2 separate regions of the Mus musculus genome follow, and region 1 is linked to region 2. Evidence: chromatin contacts called from public Hi-C data. All regions are on one chromosome and are shown on one strand. The core of a region is the stretch at or near the end of the contact, and the rest is flanking DNA. Distances in the headings are between cores, read along the strand shown.

Region 1 (6,396 bases), core at 2,945-5,444, 140 kb before region 2:
TTCATTGGGTCCCAGGGAAGTATTGGGTGGCTTATTTGTATGGAGAAAAGAACTCCATGACTATAGCACTCTACATCAATGTCTCCAGGATAAAAGAGCATGACCATGCAGGTGAGACTGACTTTGTTCTTGTTAATCTGCTACCTGGATGGAGGCCTGTGGTGTATTCCCAAGGCACCTGGGCATGCCCTGTTGGAGAGAGAAGCCATAGCAGTTGCTACCAAAGGAAAGAATTTGCCAAGCTCAACACTCTGCCCATCACAGTCTCAAAACCATCTACCTCCTCCCACTCCCGAACCCCACCTTCAACTTTACAGATTGTTTTCTCAATGAGAACTGGGAAGGGTCCACTTTTGACCTTGCATTTGAATTCCTTGCCCCTCAGTCAGTCTTGACTGAAAATTCTGACCACCTGGAAGGTATTGTTATATTGCTCCTTTCATGCCTGCATCTGAGCCATGTGCACCTGATTATCATTCATGAACCAGCTGGATTGGACCTCCTGGCTCTTGGGGGTCAAGAAGATCAGAAGTGCATCATTGGACTTTGGATGAGAGTTGAAGATAGATGCTCTCCCCCTAGGAATTCATGAGCTGGTGAGGAGAAATGGAGATGGCTCAGGACCTGAGCCACCTTCCAGCCTGGGTACTCTTCCTCATCCTGGAGCTGGGAAGCAAGTCTAAGTGATTCATTTGGACACATGGGACACTTGATGAGCCTGGCCTCAGAACCCCCAGATATGCTATAAGGAAGAGTAGGTACTAATAAGGAAGGTCTGAAAGAGAGAAGGCACCAAGCCATGGAGGAGAAGAGCTTGACTCTGGTGTGAGTTCAATTCAGACTGCTTCTGAATATGATCTTTGACAAGTATGGTGACCAGGAGATGGAATGTGAGCCTCCACCATGAAGGATCACTACCTGAATGAAAGTAGCATAGACAGACTCCAGAAGGCAGATTAAACAGGAAATCCTATCAACTTGAACTAAGTTACCTTTTCTGGTTATGTCTGCCCAACCTGATTTGTCTAGGCAGGAGGCTGGTCCAGCTTGACATCCAATGGAATGGACTCCTCAGTTCCAACGCCATTCTCCCACCAGTTTTCTTGTCCACTTGGTCTTGCTGGCCAAGTAGACTACATTGCAGATGAAGGTCTTGTTAGTCCAGGTGCTGGCAGGATTAGTCACTGAGCCACTAAGGAAATAGAATCCAGACTGCAGAACATGTAGGAAGATGTACACACCACTGCACAGGGAACAGGGGTTCCAGGACATAATCATTTGTTCAGGTACACCACTAGACAAGGCTCCAGGATTCCAGTATACATGTCCATCAGCTCAAGAAACTAGCCTTTATCCAGGCATCCCCAGATCACCATGGAGCCAGAAATGTCCCCACAGCCAGGATCTAGAAAGAAAACATGGGACTGTGGTTCTGGCTACAAGATAGGGGGGATATGTGAGTATCCTATCAGACATATCTGGGTCTAAGACATCTTTCTAATCCTTCCCAGGGCGCTGGCCCTTTGCAAAGACCAGGCAAAGTTCAGCAACTGGGCTTGTTAGCATCAGATGTTCACTTGAATTACTCATCTGTATTGTCTTAACCCCACTCCACTCGAGGATTTCCTGAATAGGCCATCTGTGTGAAGTTCCCTCAGTTGGCCTTCCATCCTCTTCATCAGCTTTGCCTTCCCTGCCATCTTGGCTCCTGCAGTCCTGTATCGCCCTTGTTCCTTCCCTGGTTTATTACTGTCTGTAGTGATTTGAATGAGAATGGCCCCTGTAGACTCATACGTTTGAATCCTTGGTTCCCAATCAGTAGAACTTTCTGGGAAGGATTAGGAGGTATGGCCTTGTTGGAGGGGCTATGTCACTGGGATCAGGTTTTGAGGTTTCAAAAGTCCATGCCATTCCCAGTTAGCTCTCTCTACCTCGTGTCTTAAGATATATGCTTTCAGCTACTGCTCCAACTTCATGCCTACTACCTGCCTACTACAATGTTCCCGATCATAGTGACCATGCCCTCTAACCCTCTGAAATTGTAAGCCCCAGATAAATGTCTTCTTTTATAAGTTACCTTGATCATAGCATCTAATCATAGAAATAGAAAAGTAACTAAGAAAGAAGTTGGTACCAAGGAGTGTGTTATTGCTATGAAAGGCCTGACCATGCTAGGATTTTTTTTTTAATTTTGATTATAATTTCCAGGAGAAAGTCATGTCCCATTCCAAGTGGACAGATAAACTTGGCATTATCAACTACATGGCTACGGCTTTAGAGTCATGAAGGATACTTAAGTAAAGGGGCTATAGACTCTTCCTCTGTGCTAAGGAGTTTATGAGTCTGGCTGTGTGACAGGGCGTGGAGTCACTGATAGGCCATAGCATAAAGTTATAAAAGTGAAATCTGAATTGTACTGAAGACCCCATAATGCCAGAGATGTCAGAGCCATGGGATGGCTGCCAGGGAAATATACATACAGGTAATACAACCATCCCATGAGAGAAGTGTGTGTGGTCATCAAAGCTGGAAAGTTGGAAGCCGTTTAAACCCTTTGACATTAGACATGACGCTACAGGATTTGGAGTTTGTTCTGCTTTTGTTGAATATTTCCTCAACATACCCTAATTCTTCCCTTTTGGGATGAAAATATATTTTCAGTATCATTGAATGCTGAAAGTATGTAATTTTCTTTAGGACGTTATGGGGGGTTACAATAAAGAGATTCCCTTGAGTCTCAGAAGAGACTTTCCATTTTGCACTTTTAAATTGTACTGAAACTTTAAAAGTCTACGGGGACCTCTAATATAGGGCTAACTACATTTTGCAATATGATATGGCCAGGAACCTATCTGGTGGTTTGAATGAGAACAGCCCCCATAAACTAATATGTCTAACTACTTGGTCCACAACTGATGAAACTGTCTAGAAAGGATTAGAAGGTTGGCTTTGTTGGAAGAGCTATGTCACTGGGAACAGGTTTTGAGGCTTCAAAAGCCTATGCCATTCCCAGTTAGCTTGCTCAGTCTCGGGCATGTAGATCAAGATATAAGTTCTCAGCTACTACTTCAGTTTCCTGCCTCCCCACCTGCTGTCATGCACCCTGCCATAATGGTCATGGACTCTAACCCTCCTAACCTAGCAACCCCAAATAAATGCTTTCTTTTATAAATTACCTTGGTCACTTATATTTGGTCACAACAATATAAAAGTAACTAAGGCTGTAGTATCTGGCATGATTAGTGGCCCCCTGTTCTCAGGCCCCACGAGCTCTTCACAAACTCATGTCCATGACCCTGATCATACAGGCTAAGCCATCTGAGTTGGCTCTAAGCTACAGAGGGTGAACAAATACCACTGCTAGACTCTTGGCTCTGATTCTGCACTGACACAGTGTCCACGGGACACTTCCTCAGCCTGCCTGCTACTTTGATTCCTAAATCTGGGCTCTGGGCTCCAGCTTGACCTCAGCCCTCCTCGAATCTTCCTCCTTGACTTCCTCCTGAGGTTCACACCCAGTAAGTCTGTCATGAACCTTCCCAGCATGGGCATCCCTGGCCTGGCCTGACTTCCCTGGATGTCTCTGTGCTTCTTGTCCTTTCCAGGGTATTTTTCTAATGGGAACCAAATGATCTCAGCTCTAGCTCCACTACTGCCTCTTCTCTTACCCTGAACCCCACACTCACTCTTGCCTTCTCCTACATGGTGACAGTGTCTCTACACCCAAGGAGGTCTTTCCAAAATACCCTTGGCCTTCAAATTTAGAGTGTATCAATACTCTTGAAGAAGGTAGCCATATTCCTATGCCCTGTGATCCTGGAGCACCTCCTTCAGCTCCAGAACCCTGTAGACCTAGTACTTCACCCTCTAGCACATGCCTCTCTGGTCCTATGTGGTCATTGCTTACTTCTTCCCATGTAGTTCACTGCTCTGTGCACCCCACACTGCTGTACCAGTTTTACCCCCATTCTCTTCCCTAAACCACAGATTGGTTGGGATTTCCCTAAGGAAGCACTGTTAAGAGATAACAGGGACCCACTGCAGTCATGTTTGGGCTTTTAGTTGAATAAGAAGCCTCCCTCTCCAGGGAGGTGGTAAAGATAGAGTGAACAGTCTCAGCCAGCCCAGGAACCTAAGGAGGCTATGAGCATAGAGAAGCAGGTAAGGACCAGGTTTCCTCATTTCTCCCCTGGGTCTCAAGGGTACTATCTCATCCACCCCCACCCATCCACGTGATGCATCTTGAACCTGATCTAGACTCCCTTTATCCCCTGACAAGAAAGGGGAACTTTAGGTAGTACCTTCTGTGAACCAGTTTCAATCCTGTTCTTAGCCTGTGCAGAGAGATGGGTGTGGGGTAGCATTCAGACCTTTGTGACAATTGGGTTGCAACTCCTAAGAGGAAAGATCCCAAAGCTAAGCTCCTGAGAGCTATGGACCGTCACAAAAAAGAAGGCAGTCACTTTCATATTTCCCATGCATGAGTTGTGTCGGCCGGTAAAGGAGAGTACAGTGGAAGAAGGCCTTGAGACCTGAGTCAGCAGTGGATATCAGCAAAACGGAACAACCAACAACCCATGGAAGAGTGGGAAGAAGTCGAAATACCAGACTGTGGAGGGGGTCTCTCTGATGCACAGGTAAGGTGATGGCCTGAAGAATGTCAACCAGACAGGGTCCAGGGATGCCACAGGCTGGAACATGGGCAAGTGGATCTGAACACACACAACAAAAACAACAACTACTGCTACCACCACCACCAGAGTCAGCCTCAAGGAGATGATGGGATATATCAGGATACCTAAGATAAGATGAACTTGGTCTGTCTGGAAGCTGGCAGGACCAAATTCGCTGAGTCAGCAGAGAAGAGGTGGCCAGAGGAGCAAGATCTCTGCAGCAGAAATCTGCAGGACTAACAAAGGTGAGTTTATAGAGGAAAGTAGGCATGGAGGAATACAAAGCTCATCTAAGAGGGACTCTAGGCCTGCTGGGGAAGCCAAGAGTGTGGAACTCTAAGGTTTAGGAGTCAATCTCGGTGCTGAAGAGACAAGATGAGGAGCTGAGCTCGAAGCCAAGACGGGCAGGAAGAAGTATAGGAAACTCCTAGGATCAGGTGGGACAGCTCCAGGTGAGCTGTGGAGGCTGGACTTTTGGGAGGACAAAGGCATGCTGAGGAGCTCAGGGAACTATGAAACAGCTGAGAGGAACTGAGGCACCTAAAATTTTAAGGTACCAAGTTGAGCAGCCACAGGAGAGCATAGGGGACCTGGATAAGCCATTATGTGGGAGCTGGTGTAGCTGGGAATATGGGAAAATAGAATAACCAGCTACAGGAGATCTAGAGGAGAAAGGAGCATAAGGAGTCTGACCAAGCAACCATAGTGGGGCTGGGGAAGCTGAGAGTGTGCACAGCCAAGCTGAGAAGTTAAAGGAGAACAGGGGTAGGTGAGGGTGTGAAGTACCAGAATCTGAGCTACAAAGGAGCTGGGCAGGTGGGAATATGGAGGACCGGGTTGAGAATCTACAGAGAGCCAGGTGGCAGTTCCACAGCTTCAGGATAGTCCTGGGAGTTTAGGAAAACAGGCTAAGATGGATGCTACAGGGAAGCTGAAGCAAGTGGGAACATGGAAAACCAGACTGAACATTTCCAGGGACCCCGGAGGAGTTTCCATGATCCTGGGGGATTATGGAAACCTTAGGAGCTCAGAAAACTGGACTGAGCACCTACAGTAGAGCTGGGGCAGCTCTGGGGATCTGGGGTAGGTGGGGTGTGGGGACCAGGCTGGGAAGCTCTGGGGAGCTGGGGTAGGTGGGGTGTGGGGACCAGGCTGGGAAGCTCTAGGGAGCTGGGGTAGGTGGGATGTGGGGACCAGGCTGGGCAGCAGCTCTGGTGAGCTAGGGTGGGTGAGGGTGTAGGGACCAGACTGGGCAGCTCTGGGGAGCTAGGGTAGGTGAGGGTGTGAGGACCAGGCTGGACAGCTCTGGGGGAGCCCAGGAGAGATGAAGGTATGGGGACCAAGCTGGGCAGCTCTGGGGCAGCTGGGGTTGTTAGGAGTGTAGGGACCAGGCTGGGCAGCTCTGGGGGAGCTAGGGTAGGTGGAAGTATAGAATATTAAGTTGAGCAGCTACAGGTGAGCTGGGGTAGGTGGGGTTGTGGGGACCAGGCTGAGCAGCTCTCAGGGAGCTGGGGAGGTGGAGCTATGGGGGCCAGGCTGGACAGCTCTGGGGGTAGCTAGGGTAAGTGAGGATGTGGGGACCAGGGTGGATAGCTGTGGGGGTGCTGGGGTAGGTTAGAGCATGGGAACCAGGCTGGACAGCTCTGGAAGGAGCTGAGATATGTGGGGTTGTGGGGAACAGGTTGGACAGCTCTGGGGAGCTAGGGTAGTTGGGGGTGTGGGG
Region 2 (6,281 bases), core at 838-3,337:
TGAACATGCCGGTGACCTCACACTGCGCAGGCCAGGTGAGGCCTAACATCGACTCTGCAGCTTATCTGGCTCAGGTTTGCTGTCTGGACAGTGAAAACCCTCCAGCTCTGTGCCCCTCCTGAACCCCTCATGTCCATGTTTGACACCAGCTGTCCTGAGCCCTCATAGCCCCTCAGGGAGCACAGAATCACACATCAGCTTGACAAGGTCCCAGGTGGTTAGAATACAGGGATGTCCATTGAGGGCACTAAGCTCCATGTGGCTCCATGGCCATCAGACATGGGTAAGATTCCCCAGCCCTAGGCAGGATCTTGCCACACACCCTGGCTCCCATTATAGAAGCTGGAATGACCCATCTGATTGGAAGGGTGACAGCAATCCTTTGGTCCCATCGTTCTTGCTACACACTTGTTCCAGAGAAAGGGTGAAGAGTTGGCCCACATTTCCAGTGGCTCTTTAGGAGAGCGTCCCAGGGTCTGCCCCCGAGCTGGCTCTATCAGAGCCACTTTGGTCTTAGCCTTGCCTTGGCTATCTTACTTCCATGCAGCTACATGGAGACCCTCTCTACAGAAATGTCATGGGTTCAGAGCTAGGGACACCAAGTCCGTGGAGGAAAGCACTGTAGAGTTGAGTCTGAAGATACACGCGCAGCTGCTGGCTTGCCTGTGGCCTGTTTTATAACCTTGGGCAGCATAAGACATAGCTCATAAGTGGACCTGTGCAGGAGGCGTAGTTGGGAATGGCTGCGAACAGATGGAGTGTGGCCTTAGGGTTGTCAGAAGGAATCTCGGGGCTATAGGCATGTGTGCCTCTCTAGAGGAACAAACAGAAACATAGCCAGATGGGACAGGCAGCCTACTGCGTTCACCTTGCTGATCTCCAAGCTCAGATGGGGATCATATAGCATGTCTCTGAAGGCTCCCACAGACCTGAGCACCTCGAACCTGTGTCCTTATCTCACGAGGGGCCTGACCCTCCCAGCCAGACTGCTTACTGAATGCCCATGTAGCCTGCAAACCAGGCTCCCCTCCCAGGGCAACAACTGAGGCAGCTCTGTTTCCCGCCACCCTCTCAGACCCCACAGAGCTGCCCAAGCCAGGCAAGTAGGTAAGGGGACTCCCCATGACTTGTCTCAACACCTCACTTGGTGTCCTGTCCGAGCACTAAACTCAGTGGGGTGCTAGCTACAAGCCTAAGTTCAGCCCTGCACAGCTCAGAGCAAAGGTACAGCCTTTGCCCAGTCCAGCAAAAGTGGAAAAGGCCTGCCCTGGTCTCCATAGTGAGCACTATAGTCAGGTTACATCTGCCTCAGCAGCTCAGAGCTGGCACTGAGCAAGCAAACTCTGCTGCCCCCGTGTGAGCATAGCCAGCGTTGCACACACACCACGCAGACGCTCTCCCTAGGGATGATGGGGGCAAGGAGGGTTTGTCAGGGTGTGAAGGGCGGCCTGCCCCGTGTAGCTATGGACTAAAGGGATGTATTCCTATCTAGTTATTTTAGATGGAAGCACACACCCCACCTATTTAGGGTGGGTAGGGACATGTGCCTTATTATAAGTCTGTATTGAGAGTGCAGACTTAAACTCCTGACCCAGGAGCACACCTCCTGACCCCTGTGTAATTGTCCCAGCATCCTCTGTGCTATTGGCTTCCTGGGGTCTGTTGGGACCCCCGCCCCCACCCCTGCCAATCAAGACTGGCACACAGGGGATGTGATCAGGCCTAGCCCTGGGGCTGGTCAAGGCACAGATGGACCAGTGATGCCTCAACTCCAGGTGTGCCTGCTGGGGCTCCAGAGTGGTGTAATACAGGGCTCGTGCGCCCCCTGGTGACCATGTGTGTCACTGCACACGGAAGGCCGGATTCAGATACTTGGCTCTACCCAACCAGGTGTACTTTCAGTAACAAAACAGACCCAGAGTATGTACACACGCAAATGTCCATGTGTGTGTCCCCATGTTTACACATCTGTGTCCCAGGGAGTTCATGTATCACCCATGATAAATGTAGACACTGGTGGAAATAGTATGACAGGGGAACAGGAACTGCGACTGGAGAAGGTGCCCCCAGGAGCAGATCTCTGCTGCCACCATGTGGCCATTGGTGGTATTATCTTTGCAGCCCACAGGAAGCTCCTCTTACGCAGGCGCAGAGGGACTAAGGCACTGGTTCTCAACCTGTGTGTCAGGATCCCCGCTAAGGGGTCCGATGTCTTTTCCACACTAGTTGAAAGTCAGATGATTTGAAACAGTAAACAAATTACAGTTATGAGGTAGCAAAAAAAATAATTTTACGGTTGGGATGACAACATAAAGAGCTGTATTAAAAGGTCACAACGTAAGGAAGATTGAGAACCACTGAGCTAAAGCGACCAGGAGTACATGCCTGGGTTTTGATGATCAAGTTGAGAGTTCAGGCTTGTACTGCAGTTTGGGAGAGAAGGCTTATATTCTCCTCGTGGTTACCCCAAGACTCTGTACATATCTTGTGCACAATGTACCAGCAACAGGAAAAATAAAAAATTACATAAATAAATAAGCCCCAGTCTGGGCTCCTGGGCAGTCTACAGTCCCATATTCCACACAGATCCATGGACACGCCAGGAAACAAAGAGAATTAATAACTGAGGTAGGTGGGGAGAGGGCTAAGTGTCAACAGAATTAGGGGGTACCCAGGGCCACCAGCTCCAGCCGCCCCGCCCCCGACCTGCACTGTCCCTAATACCTGTTGGGTTCCTAGGGCCTAACGATACTTTGCAATCTGGTGTCTGGCACTGAGGAAGCACGGTTAGGCCAGTCGTGAGACTGGTCAGGGCTGTCACACTAGCTGGTTGCCTAAGCACCTGAGATACACCTGTGGCGTCTCCACAATGACCACAGCGTAGTGCTCAGGTGCCCCCTGGTGGACAGATGCACCACTGCATGCTGTGCCAAGCCAAGTTCAAAACCTGGCACCTACAGAAAACTACTACGATAGAAGCTTCTTAAAATATATACATATAGGGGGCTGGAGAGATGGCACAGTGGTTAAGAGCACTGACTGCTCTTCCAAAGATCCTGAGTTCAAATCCCAGCAACCACATGGTGGCTCACAACCATCCGTAATGAGATCTGACTCCCTCTTCTGGAGTGTCAGAAGACAGCTACAGTGTACTTACATATAATAAGTAAATAATTTTTTTAAAATATATATATATACATATGTGAAAGAAATCTAAATGGAGTCGCCAAATAACAGAAGAGACGAAGGCCCAACTAGACATCTCTGACCCTCCAGTGTGTGTGTGTGTGTGTGTGTGTGTGTGTGTGTGTGTGTGTGTGTGTGTGTGTGTGTTTAGACATTTATGTCTCTAATCCTCCTCCCCGCTGAGGCTCCAGCACTGTTCACATCACAAATGAGTCGGGCGTGGAGAGAAAACAACATTGGTAGAAATCCAGAGGTCATGTGATGGTGTTAAAGTCTCACTGTTGACCGGGATTCTCTGACTGACCAAATTGCAGTCACCAGGAGGGGCTCTGAGCTCAGAGCTCCACAGAGTCTACTATGACTACAAAGTTCCTCCCAGCCCTGTTCTAACCAGCATGGGCCTGAGGCCTGCAAGAGCAAGACTCTACTGGCCTCATGTGGCCTCTGGTAGAATTGCACTTACTGCCTACTCGAAACTCTCCTTAGAGCTCTTAGAGCAGGTTGGGGAAGGGCTGTTTTCTCAAGGCAGGTGGGGTCAGTAGCTCTTCCTCTAGTGTGGGAGACAGCGCATGCTCTGACTAGTCATACAGTTACGATGGGGAAGGGCATGTGTCCCATGTGTCTAAGGCTGCACTTGGTAGTGAAGGTAGGGGTGCAGGCTTACCCACCCAGGCTCATGTCCACCTCATGGTAATGCCCAGGCTCTGTGCATGCCATGTGTGTGCACAGTTACTGGCAGCAGGTTCCAAGGCCCAAGCCAGGCTCCTCAGCAGCCTAGACTCCACATCCCATGTGGACACACAGCCACACCCCACACTAAGAGAATTTATGACTGAAGTGAAGAGATGTTCGTGAAATTTGACAGAATTAAGGAATTCTGAGGGCCAGTGTCTCCAGCCAACCCCACCTACACTTCCCTGTGGGCTTTGAGTTTCTAAGGCATGGTGGGATACCCACTGTCTGACACTGAGGGAGTGTGGTCAGTCCCTGCCCTGGAACAGTGGAGTCAGATCACATTGGCAGGTCAACTAAGGACCACAATGCACAGTGCAGAGCTCATGTGCCCCCTGGTGGCTAGATGCACCACTGCAACCTCTGCTAAGCCAAGTTCAAAGAATTGGCCCCACCCAGCCGGGTAGACTCTCAGGCACAAGTGACAAACACGTACTCAGAGAGCATGTATATATGCCGCTGTGTGTGTAAGAGGCCAACACTGGTAGAAATAGAGATTGTGTGATGGTGTTACAGTCTCGCTATTGGCCAGGATTCTCTGGTGCCACACCACCCCCAGTTGGATCTGTGTGACAAGTTCCACAGACTGTGGCGATCGACCTCAAAAGGGGAAGACTTCCTGGAACCAACTATGGAACTCTTTGCCGGAGAAAAATTATTGAGCCATAGTTCTCATGGCAATCTATCTGTTTTGTTTTCTCTTATTCCTTTTCTTATTTACATGTTCCTGGAAGCCTAGGCCAAGATCTTAAGCGAGAATAATGGGTAAGAAACCATCCCTAGAGATGGGGCCACTAACATGACCTTATCCCCAGGGAAACCAACACTTTACTTTTTAAATCATTTATAAAACTATTATGATAAAAAACTTTCCCAACAATAAAATTTCATATGGTTACACGTGTGTCATCGGAGGTGGGTTTTGGTATATAGTAAAGAAAGCCTTAATTAGAAAGAATTAAAATGGTTTAAATTTATGCAATGAAGATTTATTTTAAAAATCAGACATTAGATGTTAAATAATAATTGACCATAAGTGGCTGGAGAGTTAGCTCAGCAGTTAAGAGCACTGACCATAAAGATTTATTAACCTGCTCTTGGAAGTATACCACTAGCCTTGGACGACTGCCCCACTGAATACATTCTTTTAGAATTGTTGTTATATTTTGATGATTTATATTAATAATGATGTTACTTGCTCTGTTTGTGATTCACTGAATACATAGTTTCAGAGTTGTAATGCTTGGATGATTTTTGTGCTTTACTGTGCCAAATGATTTTTGTGGGTATTTGTGATTGTTTCACTGGATACAGTTTCTAAGAGATGTGATGTTTGGAAGAAATGTGATGTTTGGTTTTTTAATGTATAAAATCCCCTGCTTGAGCCCAGAGGTGGTGGAGCACGCCTTTAATCCCAGCACTCAGGAGGCAGAGGCAGGCGGATTTCTGAGTTCGAACCCAGCCTGGTCTACAAAGTGAGTTCCAGGACAGTCAGGACTATACAGAGAAACCCTGTCTCAACAACAACAACAAAATCCTACTTGAGATCTGCAAAATACACTCAGATGCAAACTGCCTCTGTGTTTGTTTCTGTTTGTCACCACCGAATCCTTACCCACCTAGCTTCGAGGACCCTCATTCCAGGGACCCCCATACCCGACTGGGGTGGTCCATGGCACTCTGGTTGACCAGACTGTAGTCAGTCTGAGAGAGGGGCGCCACTGAGGTGTGTCGGGCCTGGGACGCTAGGAGTTGAGTCCGGACCAGATGAGAACTGACCCTAGTTGGGGGTTGTCTTAGTCAGGGTTTCTATTCCTGCACAAACATCACGACCAAGAAGCAAGCTGGGGAGGAAAGAGTTTATTCAGCTTACACTTCCACACTGCTGTTATCACCAAAGGAAGTCCAGACTGGAACTCAAGCAGGTCAGGAAGCAGGAGGTGATGCAGAGGCCATGGAGGGATATTCTTTACTGGCTTGCTTCCCCTGGCTTGCTCAGCCTGCTCTCCTATAGGACCCAAGACTACCAGCCCAGAGATGGTCCCACCCACAAGGACCCTTCCCCCTTGATCACTAATTGAGAAAATGCCTTACAGCTGGATCTCATGGAGGCATTTCCTCAACTGAAGCTCCTTTCTCTGTGATAACTCCAGCTGTGTCAGGTTGACACAAAACTAGCCAGTACAGGGGTAGAGTGGAGCATGTGTTGGGCTCCACAGCCTCCACTTGCCCTCCCAAGACTAACCAGCAACTCCAAGCAGGTTGCTAGTCAGTGTCCACAGGAACAGCGCTCTGCTGCCACCGTGTGGTCAGTAGAGCACACTACATCCTGCCGCTCGCAGAAGGTTCTTGTCAAAGTGGGT

The links. A called contact is a pair of places that touch in the nucleus more often than the background predicts.
Region 1: a Hi-C map of the CH12 cell line shows a contact between it and region 2, with 3 times the contacts expected there. The contact joins two enhancer-like sites. A contact is called at or near these places in 1 of 39 promoter capture datasets (liver), 2 of 15 datasets of contacts at CTCF or cohesin (CD8 T cells and large pre-B cells), 5 of 484 Hi-C or Micro-C datasets (CD4 T cells, the CH12 cell line, Th1 cells and 1 more) and 2 of 115 datasets of contacts at active chromatin or transcription factors (Th17 cells and large pre-B cells).

What each region holds. Positions count from the first base shown.
Region 1 is chr12:113,364,434-113,370,829 of GRCm38.p6, reverse strand. It overlaps Igh. Among named protein-coding and RNA genes, the nearest start is that of Adam6b, 120 kb to the left of the region's middle. Within about 2 kb of position 4,194, at least 5 of the 459 cell types and tissues checked have an H3K27ac peak or open chromatin away from gene starts, as enhancers often do. A contact at or near this core is called in the CH12 cell line, where this site is marked.
Region 2 is chr12:113,218,032-113,224,312 of GRCm38.p6, reverse strand. No RefSeq gene overlaps it. Among named protein-coding and RNA genes, the nearest start is that of Gm25622, 7.0 kb to the right of the region's middle. Within about 2 kb of position 2,087, at least 76 of the 459 cell types and tissues checked have an H3K27ac peak or open chromatin away from gene starts, as enhancers often do. A contact at or near this core is called in the CH12 cell line, where this site is marked.